Linked DNA regions of Nothobranchius furzeri: region 2 is linked to region 1. A link is a contact called in public Micro-C data. All regions are on one chromosome and are shown on one strand. Each heading gives the region's core, a stretch centred on a gene start, on an enhancer-like site or on the middle of the called end of the contact. The rest is flanking DNA. Distances are from core to core; before and after follow the strand shown.

The links. A called contact is a pair of places that touch in the nucleus more often than the background predicts.
Region 2: a Micro-C map of tail fin shows a contact between it and region 1, with 12 times the contacts expected there. The contact joins the promoter of utrn here to the enhancer-like site in region 1. A contact is called at or near these places in 2 of 2 Hi-C or Micro-C datasets (skeletal muscle and tail fin).

The regions. Positions count from the first base shown.
Region 1 is chr2:4,165,774-4,173,335 of NfurGRZ-RIMD1, reverse strand. It overlaps utrn (utrophin), which reads left to right. Exons shown (of 79, transcript XM_015947254.3): 21 at 45-213; 22 at 4,017-4,144; 23 at 5,716-5,853; 24 at 5,931-6,044; 25 at 6,463-6,618; 26 at 6,751-6,921; 27 at 6,994-7,185. Among protein-coding and RNA genes, the nearest start is that of utrn, 49 kb to the left of the region's middle. Within about 2 kb of position 4,390, at least 1 of the 3 cell types and tissues checked has an H3K27ac peak or open chromatin away from gene starts, as enhancers often do. A contact at or near this core is called in tail fin, where this site is marked.
Region 2 is chr2:4,214,400-4,221,961 of NfurGRZ-RIMD1, reverse strand. utrn (utrophin) reads left to right here and starts at 3,650. Exons shown (of 79, transcript XM_015947254.3): 1 at 3,650-3,837; 2 at 6,321-6,469. The coding sequence starts at 6,397. trnal-uaa (transfer RNA leucine (anticodon UAA)) reads left to right here and starts at 792; the gene lies at 792-874.

The sequences.
Region 1 (7,562 bases), core at 3,141-5,640:
TTGTGCCAGAGCGTTTAGTTTGTTAATCCTCTTGTGTTCTGCAGACACGACTTGGTCAAATCGCAGCATTGACTCCACGACTCGAGCGCCTGTCCACAGAGGCAGGGACACTGGGAGCGGTGCCTTCTCTGAAAGACAGCCTGGTGGTTGTTTCTGCACACCATGCCTCCACACTGCAGCAGCTGCAGAGCAGAGAACAGGAAGCGAAGGATGGTAATGCTGCTTTTTCATTAGAAAATGAAAGAAATTAAAACCAAAACTCTGACTAACAACACCAGTTTGATTTCTGACCTCCTCGAGCTTTCTTTGTCTTTCTTCCTGGTCTGAAGCTTTCAGGTTTGTGAGGAAACAACAAGAGCCCAGCTTCACACAGCCTATGTAAATGTGACATCAGCTTCTATATGAAACCTTGGCCAGTGTCGAGTAATAGAGGATGTCCTTTTATGGCCTCTGTGCGGGTTTCGCTTTAGGTCGGCTCATGGATATGGAGCAGTCCTGAAAATCAGTCACCATTCTACCTCAGGAATTTATGAGCACCGCTCTTTGCCGAAATCAAGTCCCTAAAGGACAACTCGAATGCCCTTCTCAGTAATGTGTGTGTGTGTGTGTGTGTGTGTTCTGATGTGCCTCTCTGGGTTTTATGACTTATAAAAATGTGGATAACACCCAAGACGAACCTTTTTTTGTTTTTGCTTTAAGGTGGTTTTCTTACTGCTGTGCCACTTCCACCTTTAGCATCCACGCCAACTCTGCTCTGTCTCTACATAAACACAAAGCCAGATGATGTAAGCTTGAAATCACCTGGTAATTAACCGAGGAGGAAACCGAAGCGGTGGAGCATCATGCACCCAAACACTGCCCTCCAATGTAATGAAGTTTGACTAATGTTATTCATGTAGCCTCTTTAAACCTTTGAATCCTAATTAGCATTAGATGTTTGCGATGCTGCATCTGTGGTTTTATGAGGCCGAGCGGTTTAAGAGAGTAAAACTTTTTATTTTCTTGTAGAAATAACTCTGATTCATGGATTCATTTTTAATTTGGAACACATTGAATTTATATGTGAAGCATGTTTGCTACAAGTTGGGTCACATGGAGCGTGTGACGTCATTACATACGGGTTAAGAAAACAGTCTTACAACTGTCAGGCATATTTAATTATTGCCAAGTTAGTCACAAAGGGGCTTCATTTGATCTAAATATGTAAAATTTTCACTCACCAACCTCTCCCAAAGTCGTCTTCCTTGCTCATCTGACTTGGGGGGGAAACTAAATTGAGAAGGATCCTAGACACTCACGATGATTCTGTACTACGGGAAAACTTTTGAAACCTTAACAATGCCCTGTCACTCCTGTCACCCAATTAGATACTGGCTTCAAGGAGCAAGTTCACTGAGAAACCATTGGTTTTCTGTTCTTGTCTAACACACAGAGTAGGAAAGATTTTATCTTATTTTGCTGACTGTGTCGGCTACTTCCGGTCGCCTTCGTCAGAGCTTTGGTGGACATTATGGACTGGGACAACACACGGATCATAACAACAGAAGTACAGAAGATGGATAAAAAAGCCGATCAAGATAAGGAGATATGAACCCTGGACCTGCAAATAAACGGCAAAGCTCTGATGACCGAAAGTAGCTGAAACTGTTAGTAAAATCAGATAAAACTTGTGTGCGTTAGACAAGAACAGAAACACAGAACATAACAAGGAGGTCAGAAAAGCCACACAGATCTACTTAACCTTGAAAATAAATGTGCTTGGACCATCAACATATATATACGGTTTGGACTCACCCACCTTGGCTTGTTGCCGGGGAAGATTGTGTTGATTTTCCACATCCAGGAGAGAGCAGAGCACCTTCTGGCTTTTAGCGACTCCACGACATGGCAGAACTCCTTCAAGCTTGTGTCATTTGTGGAGATAAAACATCAACTTTGCAAAACAAACGGAGTCAGTGGTAGAGTTGTGTTGCTGTTAGCCAATCAGAGGCGAGCGGTTTGAATTTCATGAATATTACAGTTTTTTTTCAGTCGCTAACAAGCGTTTGTTTTGTGGCCATATAATTCACACATTTCATGTCGTTTTCACACAATATGCAGTCAGTCAACGGATTTCCATAATGTTTACATTGTCTCAACAGAGAAGCTATTCCTCCCAACAAAACTATGGATTGTTTTAGTAGTATTTGCAAATGTTAACACACAACATCCCGCAATAGCAAAAACAATAGTCCTAACCTTAGATGCAGTATAAAAACCTCTGCTTCTGCGATGATGAGTTCAAGAACAATATATCTCAGTTGATAATAAACAAACAACGGAATAATTTACACACAGCTGATGTATGTTAGGTAAATTGGGCCGACCACAGCTGATTACATTCAGGCTTAGACTCAGTGGAAGGTGTTATGTTTCTGTTACATTGAAACTAAAATAAAAGGAGGGCTTTGAGGTGTCAAGTATGGAAACAGCAACAGAAAAAACAAGCACTGTGATGTCTGGATGAGGAAGAGTATGAGTCAATTGAAGTATAATTACGTAAGACCATACAGTAATGCATTTTTCTCTCTAAAGAATGCAACATCTTCCACCCTCTGAGGGAAGAGGAAAGCTCCTCAATAATGGTAATAATGGTCAAGAGCTTGCCATTGTGGAAACGGTTATTGCAAATAATGCAATAAAACTGCATGAAATTCAGACTAGAATAGTGGAGGACCATGAGAATAATGATGGCATCAGCTTCACAACCAATTACACGGACATTGTCCAAACACAGAGTGCGGATGAAGCAGCTCTACTCTGTTCCATTTGAGAGGAACAGTGACAGAGTCATGGAGCTACGACGACTCTATGTCCAGATATAGTGTAAATCCTTTTGTCAACCCCATAGAGGAGTTATTTTCTGCGTGGAGGTGGAAGGTTTATGACCATCAGCCACATGACCACATGACCATCAGCCACATGACCACATGTCCCTTCTGGAAGCTATGGATGCTGGCTGCAGGCACATCACGGTTGATGATGGCCAAGGGTGGATCCGACATAGCAAGCGGTTTTATCCCAGGTGCATCGCTTTGGATGATATGAGACACGATGTTGATGAAAACATGTGGCCTAACCCTGAAGATCGCGGAGATTAGCCACAGTCATTGAGTGCGTTTTGTAGTTGCCTCCTTTTATCTGGGCTTTGTGCTGTTTTTTGGTTCAGAATGCTTTTGTTTGTTTCATTGATCTTTTGTTCACTACAAGCAACACTGTAGACCTTTTTCTGTTCTGTCATACTGTAAACATTTCTGCTGTACCTCCTGAAATAAACAGGAAAGGAAAAACAGGATTAGCTTTTTACTGGAATGCTTTGAAATGTGCACATCATATGTGGACATACAGTTCACACCAGAGAAATGTCGTGTAAAAACGGTGGATTGCATGTTTTACCTCTAAAACTGAAACGTAAAACTATGCGGTTTTTGTAATGTCAACAATCGCCAGTATTTTGAAACCTGGTGTGCTTTGATTGACTGAATGTATCTTGTGAAGTGAAAACAAATTCTACTTTTTGACAGAACAATTTCACTTTGAGTCAGATATCCAGTGTTTGGGTAAAGGTCTCTATTTTGAAATGAAGAGTTAGTTTATGTTTATCAAAATGTGTTTTTGAGAGGAAAATGTTCCATTTAGCCAATCGTGTTTTGTAGGAGTGAATCTGTGTTTAGAGTTTAGAACAAGTATCTGATGTGTGGGTGAGAGCTTGTTAGCGATAGAAAAAACTGTAATGATGAAAAGTCCAAATCCTGCCGCTTTCTGGCCCCCACTCCTCCAGCTAACTTCTACTTCCTGAAACAGGAGCACTAGGGCTTTTTATCTCGCTGAGGACGATTCACATTCATTATAGAGACCACAGCAGAGCTAACAAGTGAATGAGGGCTTTAATGCTTTGATTGTAACATGATTTCCTTTAGCATGTTTTCCCCTTCTGTACTCTACACACTTAACCTTTCCCTTTTGTTTTTCCCCAGCCTTATCGAGTCTCAAAGCCTCCCAGGCGGCTCAGAAGGGGTTGGAGGGTCTGGAGAGCAGGCTGGCTACTCTGAAGGAAAGTGTAGTGGACGTACACACTGCAGAGGCCGCGGTGGAGCGAGCACAGGTGAGCACCTTGTGATGGTTAAAGAACACCGAGACGTTTCCCTGAGAGATCTGGTAAAGCTGTTTGTTTATATTTCTGCAGATGATGACACATCTGATGCAAATCAGTTTAGTGTCAGCTCACCTCAAACACAATAGAGCTCTTTATCAGTGGCTTTCCGTAGCGCTGAATGAAATGTTTGTGAGTGGGAGAAGGTGTGTGTGTGGACATGCCTTTTCTGTTTCTGCACAGATGGATGTGTGTTGTTGCATTCCTTGTGTTTTTACTCTCCGTGCTGCAGTGGAATGTGGCTCAGTCTGTTCGCTTGTTATCGGTGCGGGGGGGGGGGGGGGGGGGGTTCGTGGTGGGTCGTGGCACATTCTGGGCAGCGTGCCCGTGCATGAAGCACAAAGCTTCGTGTGGAGCCAATGAGCTGGTCCATCAGCCTAGCAGCCACAACATACAAAGCCATGACAACGTTTGGGAAATCATATAGTTATTAGCCTAATGAGAAGAGATGACACGGATATTCTTGACTCAACTTTGTTATGGGTTCATGTTTCCTTCCACACATTTCAGACTCGCTCAGTAGATGCATTTGCAATCATTTAAACACAATTCATGTCATGTGAACATGTAATTAACCCAAGTGTTGAAGCGCTTCCAGCTTTGAGCTGGTGGAATTTCTCCTGCAGTCATGTTGGCTCTTGTTGCTCCCGTCCTCCTTCAGCCGTCAAAAGCTGCCAAAAAACAACTAAATAAAACCACAGAAGGAGAAAAATAGAACTTAAAAGTTTAATCGTTTAGATTGGTTTTAAGTGATGTCATTAATATTTTATCTGTTTCTGTTTTAACAACGTCACTTTAAAGAAAGTTTCATTCTGACTAAAACAGCCGTAAAAACGAACACTTCAAAGCGGTTTATGCAAATGCTGTTTTTTAAAGATTTGGGATGCACACACACACACACATTTCGATATCTGATTTTATACTGCTGCTATGGCCGATAAACAATATTAATCAATAATATATCCATTTCCCTACATCATCAGAAAGGTTCTCTTCTTCTGTTAGAAACCCCACAATCCCACATGCTCAAACTGATACCACATGGCCAACCCTGCTCCTTCCCTCTCCTGAAACACACACACACACATAAATGGTAACAAGATGGAATAAACAACAGTGAATTTTGGCCCAGTTTTACCAATATGTCAAAAAATGACTAACGTTGACCAATGTTGGTGCCAACATACAGCTCATCCCTAATTTTCCCTGCCATCAGTTTTATGTTACTTGGACATTAATACAGAAAAACTCTCATATTTCCATCAGAGGTAACCATAGCTACAGCAGACGGCAATCCATTCTGGACGTGGACCTGCTGGGATTAGCAGTGGACTGGTTAATCTGGTCAGAACTAATCTGTTTCTCCAAAATGAGGTTTTTCAAAGAGCTGCACAAACATTAAGATACTGCTTTTTCATGATGTTTCCATTCAGATTTGCTACAAGGTTAAAGGTGGTAAAAAAGAAACAAGTCAGTGGTTAAAACAGCTTTTAAGTGTCATTTTAAACACCTGTTGATCTCAGGGTCTGTGTCTGGAGATCGAGCAAACGCAACACGCCTCTGACCCGGCCGAACTACAGAAGTGGAGTCAGCTCTCATCCAGGGTCCGTGAGGATCACAGCACTCTGCAGTGCATTCTGGGTAGCATGAAGGACAATCAGGTAGATCAGCTGTAATAGGAACTTAAAATGAAGTTTAGTGTCTTTGATGCAGCGGTTGGTTCATGTGTTGGGTTCAGGTGTGTTCGGAAAAGACAGAGTCGTGGTTGGATGGCGTTCAGGAGCTGTTGTCCCGGGATGCCACGGGCCTAGAAGGCCGAGAGAACCTACAGGAAGAGATAAATCAGTGCAAAGTATGAGCAGCAACTCAAACATATGACACTGTATTATCAAAATGGCTATTTTAAATCAATAAAAGTGTATTTTGATAAGTGCAAAACATAATATGATCTACTTATAAATATGTAATTATATTCAGTTGAAACTTTTCATGTTGGATTGTAGCATAAATTAGATTTTACACCAATAAACACAAAACGACCTAAACATGTTGCTATAAAGTACTATAAAGTAGTCCTCATGTGTAGCCCCTATAGTTAAAATAGTGTCAGTTGTTTGCATTATGCAACTTCACAGCTAGATGGCACCAAATGCAAAGCATTTGACTTTGTGAAATAGTTTTACTCAGTTATTTTTCCTGTTCTGACCTACTTCTAATTGCATTTGTAGTTTTTGACTACATCTGAAATCCTTGTGTATTTCTGCACATAGGAGTATGTAGATAAGATGGAGCTGGTGGAACGTTCGCTCAAGCAGATAGAAGAAAACGTGAAAGCGGTGCAGGCGACTGCAGTACCAGGACTGACCAGGTGGGGGCAGGATAATCTGAATGAGCTCGAAGGAAGATGGGCACAACTCAGCAAACAGGTGACAAAAATCTTGGTGCATCAGTTTTTGTTATGTTTAGTGTCTGTTTCAATAAATGCACTACAATTTTTGTTGTTAACCTAAATTGTAATATTTTCATAATTTACTCCATTTTGATTTGTTTTGCTGCAGATCCTGAGGCATCAGGAGTGTTTGGCAGAGACTCACGAGAAGCAGGTGAATCTGAAGAAAGACTTGGCAGAGATGCAGGAGTGGATTGCTCAAGTTGACGAAGAGTTCCTCATGCGAGACTTTGAGTACAAAAGTCCTGAGGAACTGGAAGCTTCGCTGGACGAGATGAAGGTAGAGAAAATGAACAAGCTTGTTTGATAAATGTGTTGCAGCTTGTTACGCTTCGGTTTTGTTGTTTTCTAGCGAGCGAGAGAGGATGTGCTTCAGAAAGAGGTGAAAGTGAAGATCCTGAAGGACAGCATCAACCTGATGGTGTCTCAGACGTCGCCCCCTGGTGGACGCTTTGGACAGGAGCTGACCTCGGAGCTCAACTGTGTCCTAGCCAGCTATCACAAGCTTTGTGACCGACTCAAGAGCAAATGCCACACTCTGGAGGTAAGGTTTGTTTAAATGTGAACTTCATCTCTCTGTGTCAAATATAACAAATAAAATATAACGTACCCCAAAATAGCCCAATAAATGCACGTAAACGTAAAATGAAAAACGTAACTTATTCATTCATTCATGCTGCAGGGACCCTGTTTAGCTTTAGCTAGCTGACGTGGTTCAGTTGGAGGGATGAGCTGTTTGAAATGAAACGTTGTGTCTTTAACTTACTTTCACTAGTTCCCTTACAAGGAATAAAAGTTTTAAAACTAATGCCGTTGCAGCTGGTTTCAGAGCTAGTCTGTGAGTCTAAGGCTCTGCTTTTAGTTTTCCTTTTGAATGAGCAGTGCAAAGGTCGGATTTTGCTGTGCACAAGCTCAAAAGTC
Region 2 (7,562 bases), core at 2,401-4,900, 49 kb before region 1:
AAAAAGACTGCTGCTTGCGTGGGCCCCCTTGTGGCTGTGGGCCCCTGGGCCTGTGCCCAGTTTGCCCATATTATAATCCGGCCCTGTATGGCCTCTCTTTAAAGGGTAATGGCATCTTGGTATCACGTTAAAAGGGAGCTCTCCGTTTGTTTTTGGGACATCTGTTATCGTTTAGTTGTGTCTGTCCAGTTCCTGTTGTCAGTGCGTCTGGGTTCTAAACATCAGCGAGCTTGATTAGACTTTTTCTCTTTCACTTAGATGAACTATTACAATTTTAGTATTTTTGTAATCTTTACGTTTGTAGTGCGTTGTTTTTGTCAACATATGCTCGTAGTAATGCAAATACGAGTGAGGCCAATCACTTTGTATTTACAAACGAGGTCGAATGGTTATGAAGCGGTGGAAGTACGAGTTTACCAGCGCAGCGCCTGCGGGAAGTTTCTGCTACCTTTAGAATATGCTAACGTCAATAAATAGATAGCGCCTGTAAAGTAGTGTGAAAGCGATCGATAACGCGTATATTTGAACGGGTTTGTTTGAATACAGTTTAGTTTTCAGTCTGTGTAATATCATCGGTAGGAAGAAGTTGTTGCCGAGCGATCCTTTATCCGACGCGAAACTCAGACTAGTTAGCTGCTAATGCTATCAGCATAAAAACTAATGATTTCTGCCTCATTTGATACGTTGCGTCATGAACGATCGGATATTTCAGTGCAAAAAGTGGAACAGTAACCAACAGTAACTTTAGTGGATGGGTTTAATGGCGTATTGTGGCGGGAGAAACTGTATGTACCAGGATGGCCGAGTGGTTAAGGCGTTGGACTTAAGATCCAATGGACATATGTCCGCGTGGGTTCGAACCCCACTCCTGGTAGTTAGTCGTTTTGTTAGAGCTTTGTTCGTAAAATTATTCTTTATCAACTTCATGAACCGTTCTATTTTCACTTCCGAACATACATCATTAGTCCACGTTAGCATTTCTTTATACTGAAATGGGTAAAGACTAATCGTAATGATGTGTGCCTGAATTTATCTCAAGAATTTCACAACAAATCTTCATTATATGATCTTTCCTAACTACTAATTGCATGCACCGTTAACCAGGATGTTTTAACATGTTTAAAATTACTAAATGTACATAAAAATAAACGAATGAATGACAATAAACGACGGCCGAGTCTTTGCAAAGGAAATTCATGTTTAGGGGTAGTTGCAACATCAGTACAGAAGAGGGCGCTCTTGGCCATTGTTATGGTTTCATCTCGACTAGATGCTACAATTCACAAAATTTACTGCAATGTTGCAGTGTATGGTTAATTCCTAATAGTGTGTATGCAGAGGAATTTCATGGGACTATCTTAACTAGTTTTTGTTTATATCACAGTAATGAATGTACATTTACTGAACATTTTTAATCTGTTAATGAGATGAAGAAGCCTTGAATAGCTCAAATATTCATCTTTAATCTTTGAAAATGTGTCAGAGCTTATCAGCCAGCTTTTGCACTTGTCCTCTGGTCTCACTACTCCACAGAACAAATAAACTGTCACTTGATAGGTGTTGGAGGTTCAAGACAGTGCTAATTTGAGAATTTGAACTTCTTTGATCTGTGCAAGGAAGCATCCAGAAAAGGTCTGTGACAACTGAGAAGCAGAAGGATAAGTGTTTACAAGGAGATCCACATCTCTGAACAACTAATGCTTCAGAAATGCTTATTATTGGGCCCCAATCTATTATCCAGTCTGTGAGTGTTCCAAAAAAGCTGCTGCTTTTCAGGCCAACCTCGCTGATTATAATGTGAAACTTGACACAAGAGACAGTGAAAGGGTGTAATGCAAATGTCTGCTTATAATGTGTGTTTATATCTTAGCTATCTGTTCCAACAGGGTATGTATTTTTAAGTGTTAGTTGTGCCTTCTCTTGTTTTATATTACACTTTATTTATATACCATTATTGATAATTAATAAAGTTTATTTTAAACAATAAACATGATGAAAATTTCAACAAATGCAGATAAAATAAAACATAAACATATATTCACAGACCTAGACAAGATGTCTAGCAATTATCCATTTATTTCAACAACTTCTTGTGCCCTGGAGGCTCTAAACAGGGGTGTCAAACATGCGGCCCGCGGGCAGGATTTAACCCACTTGCGGGCCGGATCCGGCCCGCGAGATGGTTGTGTAAACTTTATTTTCATACTTTACAATGTAGAGTGAAAATAAACTTATCATTGTGAGCAAGTTTCCTCTGTAATGAGTATAAATAAAACAAAGCTGCACTCAAGGCTCACAAAAGAACTTGAATCACATCCTGAAGTTGGCCGCCACTCAGGATCTGACTTCTGATATTGATGTGCTGGTGAAAGGTAAAAGATATAAAGTAAAATGAGTCAAATATACTTTAAGTGCTGCATGAAACTGATCTTGCCATGTGATCTGTGAGCTCTTTGAATCACTAAGGAATGTTTTTTTTTATTTGTTGATTTTTTTTTTCAAAATTTCAAGTACACTTCAGGTGTTGTACTTGTACTACACTGTCCTCAGGCTCCAGCCTTGTTTTATATTGATTGTATTAAAACAAAGAAAACAATCAGAAGTTTTTTTTTTTATTTACCGGTCCGGCCCACTTGGGACTAGATTTCCCTCAATGTGGCCCCTGAGCTAAAATGAGTTTGACACCCCTGCTCTAACAAGTCTTACACTTTGAAGTACTTTCCCTTTTTCTTTACAGCTTTTGCTAGTTTTAGCTTTTTTTTTAATTTTAGATCAGGCGGTTCTTACAAGTCATTTAGTTGAATCAGCAGTTAATTTGTCCATGTATTTAACTATCTTAACAGTTGAAATGGCTAGTTTTTGATTTATAAATACATATTTATGCAACAATAATACAAATTAATTGATATTTTAATAAGTTTACAGTATTACTGTTTTTCCAAATATGTTGAGGCTAAATGTAACTAGTTAACTTTATTGTTAAAGATCATCCCCTTTTGTAATGAAGGTAGTTTATTTTCTAGAAAGAGTCGCATGGTTTCATTTGTGTTTCGTCACGTGACGTTCACTGCCGCCGCGCCATGTTTCCATGTCTACGTCAGGAAAACTTTTACAGGCAAAAAAAAAAAAAAAAAAAGGAAGAGCTCACGCCAACAGTCAGTCACACAAATCAGATTAAGTAATTCCGGTTTGCATCTTCAAAATAAATGAAGCAAAAATATATTCTAGTCATTAAATGAGGTATTACTGATAAAAATGTATGCCAATGTTAGATGTCCTTACCTCATAGGCGGATGAAACAAAATACATGTTGTATTTTAAGTAGCTTGTTGCAGTATCTGTAACTTTTTTTTATTCTGAAAGGACGTCTACAAGCGTTTCCGCTAATTATTGCTAGCTTACATCGGTGTAGGCAACAAGGAGTGGAGTGAGTCAAGAAAGCAACAGGAAAAAAGTTGTAGGATCTGCACCGCTGTTCTCAACCGTCAAATGTTATTACCATTTTCCCGTTTTTGAGGAACATTCATTTGTATGCTGTTAAGACAGCAGTAAATGAGTTTTGCTTTTCATTGCCTAGCAAAAAGGCGTATGCTAAAGCCTTTTTAAGGGGGGGGGGGGGGGGCACATTGTGGTCACAACTGGATGCGCTCGAGGACGATAGTCGTTTTAACGTTAGTTAGCTAATAGAAGTGTGTTCCACACTTTATGAAACATGCCTTAAATTAGTTTAAAAGGCAACTTTTGATATATTGAGGCTTAGTTGTGGACATAGTTCACACATTTTGAGCTTGTTTTGAGGGAACACGTCTCCTCCTGACCCTGGTGACAGCAGCTGAGGTGAGTGAGTGATACAACTACTCGAACCTGTCAACTTAATCCTTGTTCCAACTGAAAACATCCTGTTTCATATGTTGTGTTTTTGTGACTTCCAGTTAAGGCACTAAAGCAAGCTTTCAGACAATCAGTGTTACCGAACCTAAGATTATGCACGTAGGTGTGAGCTCTGCAAGCTGAATATGAATTGGCTGAGGATGGCAGTCATACTTAAACGTGATAAAACATTAACTACGGCAAAGCCACTGTTGTTGCATTGTTTAAACGCCACTTTGTGTTTTGTAGCTGCACATTAATCAAGGAAAGGCTCAAGTAAACTCATGATTAGTCAAATTATAACTAGAAAAACCCAACTTACTGTTTCAGAGTTTAAATTAAACTAGATCTCTTCCGTTGTTTTGCTTTGGCCGCCACAACTACTCCTCTTATAGAGAGAGGAACCGAAATTTTCTACAAAACATTTGCCAGATAGTCGTTGCTCGTTCCTTGACTTTACAGTTGTTATATTTGGGTCTTACATCATCCTTTAAGAGCTGCAAGTCAACATGCCTTGGGACTGAAGATGGAAGATTGTTGCCATAACAGTCAATGCTGGATGAAACAAAAGCAGAAATCCAGCTAAAAGTTTCAATAGTTCCAGTATTAGCACCTAACTGAAAGAAAAAAGTCTTTACATGTTGTTTTTGTAATCATGTTAGTACATTTAGTTCATGGTGACTGGTTGTTCCATCAGGTGATACATGAGGCTGATTATTACAAGTTTTTAAAGAGCAAGTCACCCCCAAATCAACTTTTTTTTGCTGATAAACTATATAAATGAGTGTCTAATCATGCTGTAGACACATGCAGTCAATAATTTGGTACTTCAGTCCATCTTAGTTATATTTAAAATTTTCTGCCTGAAACTGTCAGTGTTGTGCCATCTTCAATTAAAAATTTTGCACGGCGTCTGAATTGAAATCTGCCATTGCTATTTGCTAACAGGTGCCTTGTGATGTCAGCTGGTACCATACAACGTCACAATGCTGTTGTGAGCTCGTGTGTATTTATTAGTGGGTCCGCCCTCTCGGTCTGCCAGGCAACAGCATATGTTGCATTTTTCCAACAGGAAGTAGGAGTGGAGTAAGACTCGGGAAGGGGTTACTTGCTCTTTAAGTAATCATCTATTCACGAGCATACTTATCCAATTACAATGTGATTGAGAGCACAACAGTGTTGTTACACCAGCAGATATGCCCCTATGCCCTTATGATGGTGTTTATTCTTCAGTGAGACTCTTTCATGGCGTGGGTGTGTTTTGTTTAGTTTGCATTAATGTCTGTCAGCAAAAAAAGTTGCTTTGTTAAATATTTGTAGAAAAACGTAATCTGTAAACTATTTTATTTGTTCTTTGCTAACTCTGAGTTGAGAGAGAATCATTTGAAGAAACACTGAGCAAAAATTAAAATCAAAAAGTAGCTGTTGTTTTTACAAATAAATGACTCAGTTATACGTTCAGTCTATACGTTGATGGTTAGCCATATTATCAGCTGCATTAAAGTAATAATATGTAGTTTGTATCATTAATCTCTGGAAATATCCATCAAAATTTTGTTGAAAATTATTTAAATGATGCCCAGTTGGCAGCTTCATGACAGATATAACCATAAAAATCAGGTGTAAAATACATGGGAGCTGGTCTAAATCTCTTGGCATGTTAGATGTCATGTTCCCTTCAACGTGAGCCCATGAGGACAAAACTCGTTTACCGATTTGGCATTTGTAAACGTTGTTTACACATTTACCTCTTCGCTCGTTGCCAGTGATAAAAGGGAGTCTGATGCCAGGGTTTCCCCCAGCGCCACCTGCCAGGATAAGCGTCATGCCCCGCCCCCCTCCCCGACCCTACCGTGTCCGCTGACACGAACGGTACAGCAAAACTACAGCCCTCCATCAGCTGATACTGGTGAGAAACAGCAGCAGAACGTGTGCAACCAACCCACCCCCACCCCCACTCTCACGGAGGAACACTGTGGGACGAAGTGCCCCCCCCGACGGCCAAAGCCGCCAGGCTTAACCCATCTTTTGGGGGAAACCCTGGATGTGCTTGTTATTTAGCTGGAGGTAGCACTATCTGATGAAATACTTGTTCGAAAACTGCGCTTCCAGGGATTTTTGACCCTAATGGCCATCCATTCCTAAAGGTCTTATTTGAACACAAAAATACTGTTTGCTTGCAATGGGGCCATATGCCCAGGAAAAACACACACTGTCACTTTAATCCTTTAAAATGTATATTAACACTCAGATTGGAAACTTGAAAATGAACCAGTTTGTTTAAATTTGCCTCAACCATTAATCAGTGTTTTAACTTCCTTTCCTGCCAGATCTGATAACTTTATTTTGCTGCTGGATTTGAATTCTGAGAAAAACTCTTACAATAAGATGTTTTAACGCTTCAGTGAGCGTAAAGCAGTTATAAGTTTTATTCATTTATGTTTTTGCAGGTGCAGAAAAGCTGTTTCACTTTGTGTCTCGAAGTCTGGAGGTGTATCCGTTCTATAGTTGGATTAATAATCTACAATGGCATTATATGGAGAATCTGCGGAAGGAGGAGTCAATGAAGAGTTTAATGAAATCATCAAGTGGAGATCTGGTACGTTTCTGGTTGTTTTTGCCACTTTTATCATAATTGTTGTCAAAATTTGACAAACTGTGTAGCACATCCAGCTTGGAGAGCAGAGGTGTTTTGAGAGATCTTCGAGGGCTTTTTAGAGCTCCATGTTTGTTGTACGTGCTGAGGGGCTGTCCACTGAAAGGAAACCCAAACTGAGCCAGAACTGCTGTTGTGCATGGTTAACCTCCGTTTCCGTGGAGGCAGAGGGGGGACGTGACTGAGGCAAAGCATGCAACAAAGGCGTGAAGAGAACCGGAGACGGTTGACTGTACCACATTTTCTGAAAGAGAGAGAAAGCGCCAGGATAGGTAACCAATGGCAGCAGAGAAAGGAGAAGACAAGAATGCAGGGATGGGTTTAGAGAGCCACACCCAGTGATCTGTTTCTCTGACAATCTCACCATTCCATAGGTTAATCTTTTGTAGACTCCACCCTCAAGGGGAGAGGCAAATACAAACAGGTTGTTGTTTTGCTGAGAGGAGTCGTAGAATTTCTTAGGTAATTTAGGATAATTTAGCGTTGTAAATGGTGCTGTGTTTACTTCTTTCTTCAAAGATGCAGTTGTTTAGCCTCGGTAAGCCTTTTGAGCTTTGCACTCAGTTTAAAGATTAAATGGTTGTTAAGACTCTTCATTGAACAACTTGTGCTCTAAAAACCCACACACACATTTGTTAAAAAAATAAAATCCCTTTAAGAAAAAATAACTTAAAGACGGAGCAGTGCTAATGGCACCAGTTTCCCATTAGGCCACAGCAAACAAGGGGTACATTATGATGATGTCATCACAAGTGCACCAATGACAGATATATCTGATGATGACAAAGCATAGATCAACCATCAGCTTCAGTAGAAACAGTAAGGCCGTGTTCGAGTTGAGCAGCGCCTCGTCTGGAAAGCAGTCGAGAGCAGACGGACGCAGCGGGGGGGGGGGTGGGGGGGGGGGGATGACAGTAGGCGTTTAAGTCGAACATATTTCCCTACATGTGTAGCTCACGGGTGACGATAGATGAGGATATCGCGTTAGAGTTCATACTTGCTTAATGTTTTATGTTAATTCTGGTGCCTGTTAGCG